4 separate regions of the Zea mays genome follow, and regions 2, 3 and 4 are each linked to region 1. Evidence: chromatin contacts called from public Hi-C data. All regions are on one chromosome and are shown on one strand. Each heading gives the region's core, a stretch centred on a gene start, on an enhancer-like site or on the middle of the called end of the contact. The rest is flanking DNA. Distances are from core to core; before and after follow the strand shown.

What was found. A called contact is a pair of places that touch in the nucleus more often than the background predicts.
Region 2: a Hi-C map of bundle sheath shows a contact between it and region 1, with 2.3 times the contacts expected there. The contact joins the promoter of LOC103650913 here to the promoter of LOC103650918 in region 1. A contact is called at or near these places in 3 of 25 Hi-C or Micro-C datasets (bundle sheath and leaf).
Region 3: a Hi-C map of tassel shows a contact between it and region 1, with 10 times the contacts expected there. The contact joins the promoter of LOC542019 here to the promoter of LOC103650918 in region 1. A contact is called at or near these places in 13 of 25 Hi-C or Micro-C datasets (ear, endosperm, leaf and 3 more) and 1 of 3 datasets of contacts at active chromatin or transcription factors (leaf).
Region 4: a Hi-C map of leaf shows a contact between it and region 1, with 3 times the contacts expected there. The contact joins the promoter of LOC100501448 here to the promoter of LOC103650918 in region 1. A contact is called at or near these places in 4 of 25 Hi-C or Micro-C datasets (ear, leaf and tassel).

What each region holds. Positions count from the first base shown.
Region 1 is chr3:175,788,654-175,791,353 of Zm-B73-REFERENCE-NAM-5.0, forward strand. LOC103650918 (ubinuclein-1) reads right to left here and starts at 1,365. Exons shown (of 13, transcript XM_020550403.1): 1 at 732-1,365; 2 at 38-124. The coding sequence starts at 1,058.
Region 2 is chr3:175,412,704-175,415,403 of Zm-B73-REFERENCE-NAM-5.0, forward strand. LOC103650913 (U-box domain-containing protein 4) reads right to left here and starts at 1,262. Exons shown (of 5, transcript XM_008676506.4): 1 at 846-1,262; 2 at 1-126. The coding sequence starts at 122.
Region 3 is chr3:176,073,467-176,076,353 of Zm-B73-REFERENCE-NAM-5.0, forward strand. It overlaps LOC542019 (MADS16), which reads left to right and starts at 1,456. Exons shown (of 7, transcript NM_001111666.1): 1 at 1,456-1,739; 2 at 2,361-2,427; 3 at 2,553-2,614; 4 at 2,787-2,886. The coding sequence starts at 1,552.
Region 4 is chr3:176,094,254-176,096,962 of Zm-B73-REFERENCE-NAM-5.0, forward strand. It overlaps LOC100501448, which reads right to left and starts at 1,374. Exons shown (of 9, transcript NM_001362580.1): 1 at 855-1,374; 2 at 104-160; 3 at 1-15. The coding sequence starts at 1,026.

The DNA.
Region 1 (2,700 bases), core at 115-2,614:
GTGAACATGGGATCAAATGCAGCACGACGTTTACTACCATGTAAAGGCGCTCTATTTTTTCAATCACTGCATTGAACCGATTTGGCTGTGTTGGATCCTTTGGGTCATTTTCTGCAGGATGTGCCTGATTCAAAAGATAAAACAAACTAGATGTTAAATACGACGCTTCTTGAATGTAAAGAAATTCAGTGGATTCCACTATTTTAACATACTTCTCAGACTGAAATACTTGGGTGTTAAGAGCGTCATGTTCAAGAATGACAAGGTTTTGGCATGAACATGTAGTCATGTACAACAATTCATCAGGGTGATATTTCGTTGATTTGGGCCTATATACTTTCAAGATTTTGGCAGATTACAAGAGAGAGGAACTAATACTCACTGTAGAACATCTCTGCATGATACAGCACAGGTACCTAACATAAAAAATATATACATACATAGCTCAACCCAACAATGGAATACAACCACACTGTGTTCATAGCGATTAAGAACATCGATGTTGTCATCGTCATCACTACAAACAGGTTCCCTAAAGGTATGCTTTTTATGAGGGATGTACGTGTTGCTACCTACCAAACACAAAACGGTCCTCACGTTACATCTTGCAGATCTTACCCTCAGTCTGCAGAGAATCCTTCTATTTTCAAAGCTAAGCTAGGTAGCGCACAGATTACAGCGATGCAGCAGGTAACCAACCAACAAGCAACAACAGCAAGATGACTGCTTACCGGACCAGATGGGCCCGCATGTGCGGCGAACGCTGGCTCCACCGCCACTGGCGGTGCCGCGGCGGTGTGCCCGGCCTCCTTGAGAAGCTTCTTCCACGACACGATTGTGGTCTCCCCTGGCCGCAGCTCCACTGTGAACAGCTGCCTCTGGCACGGCGTCGCGGCTTCAGAGACCGCGGCCGCGGTGGCAGGCGGCTGCGTCGGAGCGAGAGCGGACGGCGCAGAGGTGACGCCAGGGGCTGCTGCCACCGCACCCGGAACCCTAGCTGCGGCGGCAGCGGCAGGGTCGGTCAAGGACGAGGAGGGTACCGCCACGGGGTCTTCCATGGAGAGGCTGGGGGAATTGAGAATTCGAGAGCTCACGGCATTAGATCGAAGGACCTAGGGTTTTGAGGAGCGTGGTGGGGAGTGGCGCAGGTGAGTGGGGACTGGAGGATGTGGGCTCCGGAGTTTGGAGGAGGGGACACGAAAACGCCCTCGTTTTTGGTGCAGGCGGAGGGAGTCGCTCGCGCCGGATGGGGTGAACTAGCCGCCGTGGATTTCTCGTCGCCGTTGGGTTTTGGCTCCTCGTCTCACCGCCATGTACACGCCCTTGCCTTCGGAATCAGAATGTGTGCGCGTGGGCCTGGGCCCTGGGGGATCGGTGGTTGTTTATTCTCGTCTTATCGCTTGAGCATGGGCCTTTTATCAGTTGGGCTTGGGCTTTCGAATACAAGAAGAAGAATAACGCGCGGAAAAAGGTTCCTTTTCTAGCTCAGCTGTAGCAAAAGACAGTTTTTCTCTCCCTTTATTTTAGTTTATTTTTTAAAAGAATATAGTAGATTATACAGCAATCATAATATATAAAATTCAATTATGCTAGCTCATATTACATGGTATATGATATGGTATGTTTTAGTACATTTAAAACTATGTTTTTCTATAAGTAATTTATAGCAACAGTTTTTGTGGCCAGTTATGATAAAAAGAAAATATGGCGAGCTAATTATTGCATGTTGAGATGAGATGTAGTGAAAAAATTATGGTCATTGTACCATATAGAATGGGCTTAGATTTTAGGGTTTTGAAACATATAAAAATCTATAACTCAACCATATATCAGCATCAAAATTTTACTACATCTCGAGCATGCATGTAACTATTAGTTCACCATAAAGATTTCATCAAAATTGGACCACAGAAAATTACAACTATGAATTAATAATAGAAATATATAGATCTAAAGCTATCTTGTACTAAAACGTATTATATCATATATTCACTATATAGATCTACACATGCTGAGTCCGTTAAATTTTTCATGCTCATTGGATCACGTATGACTCGGTTACAGATTTAAAAACTAGTTAGTTAAAACATAAACCTAGATAAATCTATAACTCAACTATACATGATCCAAGAAACATGATTTTTTGCTACAATTCAAACATGCAATATGTCGTGGTTTTCTGAACCGGAAGTAGCGATGAAAACGGACGGAAACGGACGGAAAAACCCTTCTTCCGTTTCCGCTCCCGCAATTCTTCATCGGAAATGGGAGCGGGAGCGGAACAACCACGGGCGGAAACGGGTTCGGGTTATACGGGTTTACGGAAACGAACCAAAACGGCCGAAAATTAACCGAAAACGAACGGAAATTACCTCAACGGAAAAATTAACCGGAAAATAAGTCCACATCACCACATGATTACATGACCAGTTGACCACATAGCCATTGAACAACATGAAAATAAAATAAGTCCACAATAGTACATGAGCACATAGCACAATTCCAAATCCAAGTATCCAACAAGTAAACTTACACTCACTCTGCCCACATAAATTCAGTCCATACACAATAACAGTTAACAGAGTAATAGACTTATAGTCACACTCACACACCGACACACACACATGGACACAATATAAGGTCTTCAATGTCTTCATGACATCAAACACACATTTGTAAGATTTCTTCACAGCTCGCCAT
Region 2 (2,700 bases), core at 12-2,511, 380 kb before region 1:
AGGATTTCATTGATCTTCCGGCAGTATCTCTTAACTAGCTCAGTTTCTACCACACTGCTGGTAGACAGCGTGCGGAAGTTTGAAATACTGCTGATTACTGACATTGGCACTGACTCCTCCATTGACCTGTATGAAGATTGAAGACTCTATTTTAGCTGTAGAACTTACCAAAGCCAAAAAAAAAAAACAAATTGTGGTACAGCTTAAAGAAATTTCAGACGCCATTTATGGGTCTTACTCCACTTAAGGAAACATAGACAGTCAAATATACAAGCACATCCCATAAAGTGATCGCCAGTATAGCCTATCGAATGTATTTGACCTTAAATCGCGCATACAGAGTACTTTCGTTCCTATCTCTTGGAATGTGGAAACTTGGGCATGAGAACAACGAATTATCATACTCAACGCATGCAAAAGCTGACGATCAGAAACTCCACTTAGCCCAAAGAGTACTCTTCCCATAGTAAGCTCACTAAATCCAATTACCCCCTAAGCCTTAAATCTGTCGTAATCACAGGGCCTCTAGCCGAGCGGAAACACAGGATCACCTGAAACACCTACTGCTACTCCCGATCCCAACCTCAGAGCGCGCCGTGCGTGCACGTGTGCGAGGTTTACGCACCTTGCGCACCAAATCAAGCTCCCACCCCCCCTGTAATCGCAGCACTTGAACAAGCACCTAAATCACAAATGCTGAAGGAACTGCACGGGACGATGCCAAAGCCCAAAGCAATCAAACGCGCGTGATGATGATTACGATACACGGGAGCCGAGAAACGCTACAAGCGAAGAAAGCAAGTCATTCCAGCGAGGAGAGAGAGAGAGAGAGGCGGGCTTTGTACCTCCGGGAACTACAATGGCGGTCGCCGCCGTGAGCTCCACGCGGGTCGCGAGGCTGAGACGCCGAGGCGAGGACGAAGACCGTGGGGCCTGAGGGTGCCTAGAGGAGTGTGAACACGAGGGGGAGGCGGCAGCGACCAGCGCGACGAAGGGGAGAGGACGGACGGAGTGGTTGAAAGTGGAGCTGGATGGTGCAAGTCCGTGGTGGTCCGGGTGCTTTCTTTTACTGACTGGTGGGGCCAACTGGAGGGGAATGGCGGGTCTCCGCTAGACCCGATGCACCGACGCCCATAAGGTCCGTCTGCAACTGCTCCCAGAGTCCCGTGGGCCCCGCAGCTGATCGCTGATTCCCGGCGCTGCTGGGTTTGCTTGTACCAGACTGCACGGACTGGGAGGCGGGGCGCGGTTTTTTTTTCTCTTGGAGTGGGCCCCACATGGCGTGTTTTTTATTCGCCACTCCGCGTGTACGGACGGACTGGTGTTCTTACTGGCTCACGGTCAAGGGAGCCGTGAAGGAGAATAACGCCAGACCAACTCCAGCAAAGCACACCTCCGTATCCGTATTTGGCACGTAGTTGCGTGCCGAGTTTGGAGTTACGTGTTCAAATAATGCATAACATCATTTATACAAAAAATATTCTTATTACAATAATATGTTTGATAATATAAGAACAGATTACGTACATATCTACTTTAAAATATTAAATTTGTTCTAACAATTCAATTATCCATTTTCATCCCTACACCCAATAGTAATCCAGAGATTAAAACAACGTACAGAACAATGACAGTATCCATTTTCATCCCTACACCCAATAGTAATCCAAAGATTAAAACAACGTACAGAACAATGACCGAATGCAACCTACTTTTTGAAAAGAGACTAACTGGAACCACAAATGTATCGGAAACCGGTGTTTTTGTCCTCGTCCTACAGTCTAATTGTGAGTTTATCTTCTTTTTTTTCTAACTTCATAATTTTGTCCTGGCTATTTTAGAAGAAGCAACCCACACACCCCTGATTCGGATGTATGTTAAATAAGCATAGAACAAATGAATTAAGAAAACTGTAAAAATGAAGGGAAAACAACCAGATTGCCCTTTATCAAACTTATTATAGATGCAAGGTTGAGTAAGTTACCAATAACACCAACCAGACTAGCAAGTAGCAACCTTTGTCAGAGTCAACAATGGTGAATACAAAAGGCAAAACCCCAAAAGTCTTCTTCCTAATTCCTGCTAGCTTTCAGAACAGAGAAAAATTATAAATCATACCAGCACGGCTGCTCCATCTTCAATTGTGTTCTTAACTGATCTTAGACCATCACGGACAGCATCCTTGGTTTGTGCAATGGTATGGTCATTAGGTCCTGAATATGTCAAACGATAATCAATTCACAGCTCAATTAGGGTGTCAGAGAAGACGATGTTGTTTCTTAAGAATAAACAACCTTTAATTAGTATAGTACAAGAGTGAGGATTTTTCACATTCTCCACAAATGTGTACTTTTCTTCTCCAAGAACATGATCATAGACAAGACCAGCCCAACCAAGACAACGTTCAGTCAAGTCATCAACTGAATTGACTGCTTCACCACCACATGCTAGCACAAGCCTCTCCATATTTCTCCTCTTTGCTCTTCGAAGAGCAATGATCTGTAAATCATTTCAGGCCGCACACCTAAAATAGTAAAATACTAACATGGATTTAACAAACAGATCATGCTATTAATAAGCTTTCATGCAAAGAGCTTACTCTCCAGTAACAAATACTGCCTTGTCTCAAAAAAAATTACAAGTATTGCTTCCCAACGAGTCAGAATAATCTAAATTTTGACCAAATATATATAACAGTGT
Region 3 (2,887 bases), core at 206-2,705, 280 kb after region 1:
TTTTGATGGTTTTGTCATACGATGTCGTTTGAAAAACTCGAAAAATTAAGGATAAAAATGATTTCTAGTGGCGGTTCCTTAAGAAAACCGCCACTAGAAATCGATTTCTACAGGCGGGTTCTTAAAAAAATCGCCACTAGAAATCATGGATTTCTACAGACGGTTTTCATAAGGAACCGCCTCTAGAAATACGATTTCTAGTGGCGGTTTTCTTAAGAAACCGCCACTAAAGATAGCATAGGCGGTTGATAACCGAATCCGCCTATAAAAATATACCGCACCGCAGGTTTTGAGCCTTTTTCTACTAGTGAAAAATGCTATTCATGTTATTTAGCACAAGTTACGGCCTATTTTAGGAACATATCGGAATTGTCGAGCACCATGCTCACGAAACATGACCGTGAACTTGTCATCCAACTGTTTTAAAATTGTATAAAATATAAGCAAAGTCAGAAAATCATGAAATTTATCCACATGCCATGGTATCATATGTAGAGCCTATGGTAAAAAATTTGAGGCTGTTTCGAGAAAGTTGTCACGCACTATGTGCAGAAACCTAAGTGCCCTACACATGAAATCTTAGAACTTCAATATAGAAACTTAAGTGTCCTACACATGAAACCATTGAAGATCTGATGAGATTTCCTTTCCTGTTGACAGTTTCCATCTCCCGGACGACGGTGTTTGAAAAAATAGCGCCAACTGGCACGCAGAGTGGCTATCTAGACATACAATTGCTACATTAGTAACTACATTTAGTAAGTTTATTTAGAGAACTATTGGAGAACAATTTTTTTGTTTACTTCTTAAATTCAAAATTTAGTGAGTTGTTTAGAGAACTATTGAAGTTGATCTTAGAGATGATAAGGAGCTCTAAACTTTATACTATATAATTTAAAGATCAGATTAGAATCCAACTCTATTTATATTTAGTTTTAAACTAAATTAATTTAAAGCTCAAACAAATTATAAATAAATATTTGGATCATGATTCATTGCCATCCTTAGTTAGAGTTAATGCCTAACAAAAACCATAATTCAGAGTTCAATCACGTGGGTAATCGTTTTTCATACGCTCGTGTTCAAGTTTAAATCTTTAAATATATGATAAATTTATCATATTCTTTTATTGTCTTGTCAATCTCGTCATTCTCAAAGTCGTCGACACGACACGACACGAGGCCATGGAAGTACACAACGCCATTATACCGCACCAAGTACAGTACCTCTTCCCCTGCTTTCGGCTTTGCCATCAACCCCAACCGGACAGCGAGGTGAAGCCAAGTTGCCCCGCGGACGCAAAGCATACAGGCCATTTTGCCGTTTCCGGCGCGCGCCTCTGAACAAACCCGAAAGCCCCCCTCATCGCCATTCCTCTTCCTGCCATGGCGATCCTCTTTACTCCTCCCCTCCCACCACCACCGCCCCTCCCAACTACACCACACCGCACCGGCACCACCACCAACCGAGCGGCTCCAGGCTCCTGCTCAGGAAGGGGAGAAGAGGCGAGCCTTCCTTGGGAAGTCGCAGGAGGAGAGAAGGGGAACAAAGATGGGGCGCGGCAAGATCGAGATCAAGCGGATCGAGAACTCCACCAACCGCCAGGTGACCTTCTCCAAGCGCCGCAACGGGATCCTCAAGAAGGCGCGGGAGATCAGCGTGCTCTGCGACGCCGAGGTCGGCGTCGTCGTCTTCTCCAGCGCCGGCAAGCTTTACGACTACTGCTCCCCGAAGACATCGTGCGTGCCGTTTCCTACTCCCTGGTTTGCTTGCGGTGTCTGTTTATCTTTTCGCTGTGCCATAGTATATTGTTCCGGGTTTTGCCGGACTAGAGAAAGGATCTATATCGGGGCGACTAATCCATTTGAAACTAAAATAGACTTTTAGTTTTGTATTTGACAATTTAGAGACTAAAATAAAATAAAACGGGGGACTAAAAATTAATCGAAACCAAACTCCCCCTTAGTCTGCTCTGCACTGTTCTATTTTTGGTTGGATTTGGATACTGTTATATTTTCCATTACTGTGACTACTATGGAATTTTAAGTTGGTTCGGATAGGGGAACAGACAGTGCAATTAGGTGCAGGATTAAGATTTTTGCCGGTACTGTGACTGTTCTTGTCTATTTCTCAAGAACGACCTTATATGAGGTCTAGGAATTTTTTTTTTTTTTTTTTTTTTTGCCTGAGTGGCTTCTTGTCGGTTTAAAGTATATATTTTTTCTATTTGTATAGGTAAACCACCTATACCTCTCTTTATTAAAATAGTTATGACTGGCGTTCTGTATCTGATGTTGAACCGACACACTAGCAACACTCACGCCTCTATCTGTGACTGATGCCATTCTGGTATGACGTAGGCTATCAAAAATCCTGGAGAAGTACCAGACCAACTCTGGAAAGATACTGTGGGGTGAGAAGCACAAGGTGATATTTGGTCTCCGGACACAACGGAAACCCCTCTTCTATAGAGCTTAACAATCAGTTTGCTGGCCTCCTAAATTTGTTGAACATACTGACTGACTATTTGATGCGCACACGAACCGTTTCAGAGCCTTAGTGCAGAGATTGACCGTATAAAGAAAGAGAACGACACCATGCAGATCGAGCTCAGGTGAATGCTTAAACTTGAATAAATTGTCCACTCTTTGTTTTTGGAAAATTTCCATCTTCATATCAAGTTTCTATTTAAAGAGAAAGTGCGGCCTCATAGTTATTTTAAGCTAGAATAATTGGTCTTTTTTTTGTGGAAATTAACTCTTCAGTTCCTCCTATTAATGGTACAGGCACCTGAAAGGTGAAGATCTAAACTCGCTGCAACCCAAAGACCTGATCATGATCGAGGAGGCACTTGATAATGGACTGACGAACCTGAATGAGAAACTGG
Region 4 (2,709 bases), core at 124-2,623, 310 kb after region 1:
CTTCTCCAACAATCACTGGAAAATAGCAGCAAGAATCGTCAATACTATTACATTATTCAGCAATAGAACAAAAGCAGGCCTATTCACATGAGAGGTGACCTACTTGTAATCATTCCTGCCCACCATAATGGTTCATACAAGTAAGAGTAACCACCAACACCTGCAATGTAAACAAAGCCAAAGGCTGAGAACAGAACATCTGCAAATAAATCTCAGAGCTACAGCCTTAAAATGGAGTGACTCAACCCCAACTCTTCAAAAGCACTGCATGTCGAACATCCACCGCCATATTTTCCATCAACGGAAACCTCATAAAAGTCAAGCCAACAAATAATCCATTTTTTCACCTTATCCAGTACCACACACCCTTCTACAGTCCAACCGACATGAAATGGAGTTCATCGAGAATTTGTGTACTCAGTGGATAAGCAACCGTCACTAAACAAACTTTTGTTGAACTAACAAATGCATGGCATAAGAAAAATGACCAAAATGCAATGCATAGTGTGACACCATGAATATAACAGCCGCGCAAGTCACAGCTACTTACGTCGAATCAGGTCAACTCCCTAGCCAACACAATTTATTACAATACTTGAACTAACTTCAGATATACACTGTATAATTGTCGCTCTAAAACAGATCCGGGGCATGCATCCGGCATTCAAGGCTCAACGAGAAAGGAGATTCCACGCTGAATAAAAAACCGAACCTCGAGGCCAGCCCTCTGCGCGCTCAGGTAGCGCCTCGAAGATCAAAGCGAAAACGCAACAGCAGACAGCCAAGCCACCACGATCTACGGAGCAACACACATGATCGATGGGGATGGAAAGGGGCGAGACGCAGCAAGTCACCTGCGCGGACGCCGGACGCACCGGCCTTCTTAAGCCCCTTCTTCTTGACGATGAAGCTGGCCCCGATGAAGAAGCTGGAGGAGAGCGCGAGCACCAGCCCCTTGATGTTGTCCGCGGACATCCCCTCCACCCAGATCCCGCCCGCCGCAGAGGTAGACGCCTCCGTTGCCATATCCGCCGCCTGACCACACCGGGCCCCTGGAGCTCTACCCTCCTGCGGGGCAGCGCGCAGCCGCTAGATCGCGCGACGGCGGCGGCGGCGCATTCGAGATCCGGACGCGGCGCGGGGTCCGGTAGGCGCGGACACTCAACTAACCCGGCAGAAGCAGGGTAGGTCAGTCGGTCACCAAAGGCGAGTGTTCCGCATTCGGCGGTGGCAGGGATTGCGTGGGCGGAGAACGGGAGGAGAGATCGAGCTTCGAGCGGGGGGAAGAGGCGGGGCCGGACGGTGACGCCGGCGAGGCGGAGGAGGCGAAGAAGAGATGGGAATGGGATGCAGGAATGGAGAGTGGTGCCCGAGTCCACGCCACGCGGATATTTCGGTGTGGACTCTGGGTCAGGGTGGGTGGCGAGCGAGTTGCAGCTTGCTGCTGGCTCCCGACTCGAGGCTTCCTTGGCATTGAGGCAACGGGCCGGAGCGTCGGTGAATTTGCTCGCCTGGTAAACGGCACCTAAAAGTCTCACGTGCGATTGGGGGTAGTGCGACTAGGGGAGTGGGCAAAAATTTACCAAACAACAAACACTCGAACCAAACACCATACACCGAAATTCGTAGTTTATTTAGTTTTAGTATTTTGTGCAGTTTGCATTTTAGCTTTAATTGATGTTTGGTGCGGTTTTCAATATTCACACGGACTAGGAACAGTTTAATACATTTTTGGTTTGAACTGAGCTAAGATACAACCATGACTTTTTGTCATTTTACGGAATTGCTTGAATATATATGAAATCACTAGGGTGCCGTTTGGTTCACATATTTGTAACGTAATGGGTAACGGATAACGTTAAATCATGTTTGTTTTAGTCCAACCGTAATCAGATACCACACTAAAATTTGATACCAGCCTATTCAAATTTGTTACCGCCAGTAATCGAGCCGAAACCATTACCATTACCATTTGCGTTGCATTTTACGTGTCCGTGCGATGCCACGGAACACAAATTGCGACCCTCCAATGGACTTAGGACCGTGGCGACGGGCGGCGTCAGTACAATAGTGACGGCAAAATATGTGATTATTAAACATAGATATAGAATGATATAAATATGTCTACCCAAATAGATTGAAATGGAATCACACAAATAATTTCTAAAGAGTAAATATATAATGTTTAATCATAAGTAAATATGTTGACACCTTGTACACTAACTAATCTTTTTTAACAATATTGTTAACTCTCTGTTGTATATTTGCCGGGAAGACATATTTGCACGAATTTTTCTCGTAACTTAACAGTTCGATAATAAAGTTCCTCCGAAGAATCTTTGCATCCTACACATAAGACATATAAGAGAACAAAACATCAATTTTTTATTATGTAACTGGAATGTATGTTTGAATATGAAAGGAATGTACTCCACTCACCCTAACAAATTTCATTCGACTATCATTGCCCCACATGGCCATAGCTTGTAGGATAAGGTAGCTGGTGTTAAGCCTATAGAATAATGTTTTGCCAACTAAGTTATATACAATAGAAATCATAGAAAAAAATGAAATTGCTAAGAAGATGGTACGGAGAAAATACTCTTTTAAGTCAATTGGAACACCAGGTTGAATTGTATGTTGCCACTTAAAAATATCCTCTGTCCATCCAATACGTTTCTTGCTATAGGCAATATTATATTTCTTTGA